2 separate regions of the Lactuca sativa genome follow, and region 2 is linked to region 1. A link is a contact called in public Hi-C data. All regions are on one chromosome and are shown on one strand. Each heading gives the region's core, a stretch centred on a gene start, on an enhancer-like site or on the middle of the called end of the contact. The rest is flanking DNA. Distances are from core to core; before and after follow the strand shown. Region 1 holds the start of LOC111919474 (serine carboxypeptidase-like 25). Region 2 holds the start of LOC111919475.

The links. A called contact is a pair of places that touch in the nucleus more often than the background predicts.
Region 2: a Hi-C map of leaf shows a contact between it and region 1, with 7 times the contacts expected there. The contact joins the promoter of LOC111919475 here to the promoter of LOC111919474 in region 1. A contact is called at or near these places in 3 of 4 Hi-C or Micro-C datasets (leaf and seed).

The regions. Positions count from the first base shown.
Region 1 is chr4:378,774,007-378,776,703 of Lsat_Salinas_v11, forward strand. It overlaps LOC111919474 (serine carboxypeptidase-like 25), which reads right to left and starts at 1,331. Exons shown (of 8, transcript XM_023915022.3): 1 at 954-1,331. The coding sequence starts at 1,239.
Region 2 is chr4:378,970,164-378,972,860 of Lsat_Salinas_v11, forward strand. It overlaps LOC111919475, which reads left to right and starts at 1,373. Exons shown (of 3, transcript XM_023915023.3): 1 at 1,373-1,740; 2 at 1,833-1,956; 3 at 2,650-2,697. The coding sequence starts at 1,487. The coding sequence ends at 2,694.

The sequences.
Region 1 (2,697 bases), core at 81-2,580:
AAATGACCTATCATTGTTCGTTTTAAACCTGAAAATTATCAATCATGTTAAAATTTTATCAAAAAGACTTGAAATGGTATTTCTACCGACCATAAGGACCATTTGTGTAACTTTGTATAACATAAAAGTTATAATCCTATGCAAAATACCCTTATTCAAACGGTCAAATTCCCTAGATTAACTTATAGTAAAAAAGTGATGTTCTGATTTTTGCTTCTGATGTCATAACTTTGTTTGGAAATAAAAACAGGGCTGAATTCTATTCTCAGAATTTTCGGGTACCCAAACAGAGTAATAATTTCTAACCCTAAAAGGATTACAACAAATAGTTTTTTTTTCAAGATTTCACGTTTTTTCAAGAAAATATATTTATTACATCTACCCACTAATTAATATGGTAGCTAGATGCAACCATATTTCAATCTTTCTTTTGCATACCATTCAATTAAATTATTAAAAAATTAAAAAAAAAAGCCATATAAACAATTCAGATTATGATCACATATATATTTAGTAAAATTCAGTAATATAAAAAGATCTTTAGATATATAATCAGTATTATTATATAAAAATTCATCGTATTTAAATTTAAATGTACCTCTATGCATATTATTAATGAAAAGTATTTTTTTAAGTAAAACCCATTTAAAGAATTTTCAGATTAAGATATATATGTTTAGTAAAATACAAAGAAAGATTTATTAGTTAAAAAAAATCCCGCAAACAAGCAATGTAACAGTACCACATTCACTTTTTCATAATTAAATTAATATAAAGAAGCAAAAAAGTATCCATATATGTATATGTAATATGTATGTATAAGTGTGTTTTTCATAATTAAGTTAATATAAAGAAGTACAAAAGTATACATATATACATGTACATGTATATATGTTTGTTTGTGTGTGTGTGCGTGTGTGTTTATGTGTATGTGTGTGCGCTAAGGTGCTAACCTCCGTTGAGCCATATGACTAGGGGTTTAGAGAGAGGGTGGTCGGCGGCTTCAGTAAGCCAGTAAAAGAGGGCTCTTCCGGCGACTTTGTTGACGGTGACGTAGCCAGAAAACTGATGAAAAGAGACGTTGGGTTGGCCGGGAAGGGCTATGATCCGGTCAGCTTCTTCTTCTTCATGAAGATGGTGGTTGTTGTGAAGGGTATTTTTGTCACTTGTGGTGAGTTGAAAAGCAAGAAACAAGAAAGGGAGTATACAAAATGAGGGAGAATTACGTAATTTCGCCATGGATTTTTGGTAGCAAGGAGCTTGGTTTCTACAGAGAAGAAGCCAGAATGAGTGGGGGGTTGGGGGTGGGGGTAGGGGTAAGGGTAAGGGTGGGGGTGGGGTGCTCTCTTTCTGATGAGATTGTATTAAATAGGGAGGGAGGGAAGGGGAAGGTTGGGTTAATGGCATTTGGATGGGAAGGAATACATACCGATATTGTTTATGTTGAACATGTCTATATTGTTAATAGCATAATATAATTATTTGAATAAATCGATTTAAAAGATTGTATAACATGTTTCTATATCTTTGAAACTCAATTGATGCATAGCCCATCTTGGTAATGAGTTGTATCCAAATTGAAAGTATCGATGTTCGATGCTTGCTAGTACTTTTGGAAGTTTTTCCTATGAAATGTAGAAATTTTATTAATCTTACTTGACGTTAGAAAGAAAAAAAAACATATTATAAAGAAGCAATAGGAATGTGTGTGTATATATATATATATATATATATATATATATATATATATATATATATATATATATATATATATATATATATATATATATATATATATATATATATATATATATATATATATATATATATATATATATATATATATATATTAAAAAACAAACCTTATGATATCATCTTCAACAATCAAGGTCATTTATTGTGTTTTCTTGACTAATTTCAACCTTTGGATTATTTTGATGATGTCCTCTTATAATAAAATTAAATTAATATTGACTAAATTAAAAAAAATTTAACTAATTGATTTAATGTTAACATCATTTATAAAATGAATATATTCAACTAATTTAAACATCATCATAATTTTTGAAAGTAATTTCGTTCCTTCCTAACTAAAATCACGATCTTAGCTGGCACTTTTCATATATGGCATTTGAAGGATCTTAACAGGCATGAAGGCATTGTGGCTCCTAGTAGTTGGATTGACTTTTTGAGACACTTTTTTCTCGGATTTCTCAAGGAATCTAGAGGCCTGCCTAGACCTAGTATCTTTCTTAAGGGCATTCCTAGCTTCAGTCTTTGGATGAACAATTTCTTTCTTGTTCAACCAGGGTTTCTTTTGAGAGTCAGATGATGACTTGGAAGTTTGTCTAGTTGTTGGATTGTTAAAACTTGGATTAATTGGCACTAGAGTCGATTCGGTATCACATCAGCGTTAGAGATACAAGAGTCAGATGAATCGTCACATAATTTCTTCATCTACATCGCTATCAAATGACGCCTAAACAAAGTTGGATTTGTCATATTCATGTCCATTTGTCTTGGGAATAATTTCCTTAATGACACAATTGTTCGGTGGACAAAAGTTCAGAAACAAAATTCTAGTACAACCGGTGTATGGGGAAGATTCCGGAGACTAATTCAGGTCTAGGGATATTAGAGGTGGAAGACGCGTGGAATCGGGACATGTAATAGTGATAGGTTTGAACTCATAAATTA
Region 2 (2,697 bases), core at 123-2,622, 200 kb after region 1:
CAAATACGAAAATATGTAGATTGAGGTCTGAGAATTGTAGTGTCCTAAGACAGAAATTGTCATGTAATAGGTCTGTATTGAGGATGTAACAGTTAATTTAAGAACATATCTTGAATATGACGAAAATCGACATGATCCCTTATGATATAAATAACAAATTTTTGAGAGAAAGTGTGTGTTTCATTAGTCTTCAATTTCTGTATGATTCCATGTATTTATAGTCTTCCAATGGTGGTTGTAAACCACCAACTGAAACTACCTGCTAAATAGGCCCGGTTTTAGGAGGGAGGGGGGGGGGGGGGGGGGGGGGGGGGAAGAGGGGCGGTCGCACAGGGCCACGAAAAAAATAGGATCTGAGTTTTAATTAAATTATATATTTAATAACTAAATATATATGAAATTTTCAAAGTTTTGCATAAAGTTTGTGTAGGGTATCTGGTATAAGTGTGTAATTTAGTTTGAAGCAACGTAGGTTTGATTCATGTCATCACATTTTGAAGTTTTAAATTCAATTTACAATTTTGGCCATTAGTTTTTGTTTTATATTTCATAATCAATCCTCCTTTCAGTAGCTTTAACAAATCAATTTTTTAAAAGTTACATAATTGGCCCTTGAACTTTTTTATAAAGTTTCATATGTTTCTTTTTAGTTAATTTATTTACTTTTAAGTTTTCACCGTCTTAAGTTTGTTTTCTTTATATATTAATTTAGGGTCTTATTTTTCTTCTTAGCACAGGGTTCTTAAAATCTGGGAGTCGGCCATGCTGCTAAAAACTGTCAAGCAGTTAAGTCTCTAATTAATAAAATTTTACTAAATAAAAAATTAGTTAATTAAAATTAATTTCGGATTTATAAAAATAAAAATATAAATTAATTATCCAAGAAGAGCTCAAAGTCTATGTTTGACCATTAATATATAATAAATTCAAGCCTTCTACTAGCCCAATTTAACGAGTCCAACGCCATAATTCAAACCCAAGATGCCTAACTCATTACTTGATACAAGGTTGAATTGTGTTTTTTGGAATTAAAGGTTTCTTTTTTTATTTTTATTGTTGAAATAATTATTTTGAGTAAATAACATAATCCGTGTGGATCAAGTGCTAAAAGACTAATTTAATATTTATTTTCAAAAATTAAGTCACATAGTTTCTACTTTATTAAGAATTAAAAAGTTTCATCTGACGTTCAATTAACTTTGAATTTTTTGAATTTTGAATAAAAAATAATTGATTCCGTAGCATATTCACCCCTAATCATATTCCTAATTTAGATAACTTTATTACCTAATCATATCCCTTTCAATTGGTTTTGTCTTTTTGCTATATCTTTAAATTTTGTCCTTTGTTACAAAAAAGATAAAAAGAATCAAATAATTTTGATGAAATGGATTGAGATACAAAAATTTGAAGTCCACCGGAAAATATATCTTATTTTCAAAAGGTAAGACAAAACCACCACCGCCACCGTGGCCCACAAAATTGGATGGTTCTCTCTACCATCTCCCACCATCCTATTACCACCCACTTTCTTGCCTTCTTCTCCCTCAAAACACACACACATACACATACATACACACCATTTTTATCACATTTCTCTCTGAAAAAAAATAAAATAAATAAAAACTACGATCAATGGATCAAACATCCCCCAAATCTCCATCGCCACCACAAACACGGCCGTTGTTCAGGCCACCAGTTCCGACGGCAGTTACTCCTACTCCTCTTATTATACCGAAGGTTTTCAAATACCCAGAAATGTAATCAGTTTTTTTTTCTGATTATTTTACAAAAATGATTGTTAGAATTTATGGGTATGTATTATTTTATAGGTATACGAGTCCTACTGATTTGATCATGTCCCCTGTTTCAAAGGTCATACTTGCAAGAACCACGTCCAAGAAGTCATCTCTCCCGTTACTAAATTCGTCTACTACAAATAAAGAACAACACAAGGTACGATATTATCATGCGTACTCAATTACTCATCATCTTTGTAGATTTTATGGTCATATTAACTTCGTCAAAGTTAAACAAGCTAAACCCTAATAATATGTATTTTTTGTACACGGTTTTTTTTTCGTCAAAGTTACACAAGGTACAATATTTTCATGTACACGGTTTTTTTTTTCGTTGTGTTTTTTCTTTTAAAATTGATAGTCCAATATCCATCTGCGAAAAATGGTTAAGTGGATGATGGTGTTTCATTTGATATTTTTGGCCCAATAGAATTCAACCCTAAACCCAAATAATATGTATTTTTTGAAAGGGTAGTTTTTGAACAAATTATATATATATATATATATATATATATATATATATATATATATATATATATATATATATATATATATATATATATATATATATATATATATATATATATATATATAATGGTACATAATAAACAGTTAAATTCACGTCACTAACCATCAATAGCCATGTGACATGTTAGTTGCTAGTGACCTATTGTAACTGGTAATACAAGTTTTGAATAAATGTAAAGTATGTAATCATAGGTATATAAAAATTATAATTGGTTGGTAATACATATATAAAAAAAATATATAATAGTATTTTTTATAATTTTAATACTTTGTTATCCTATTAAGTTTTTTTTATTATTATTATGATGGGCACCTCTTGTAGATGGAAGCTTCTATGTTTGGAGAGAGGGATGCTCTTGGAATTTGAAAA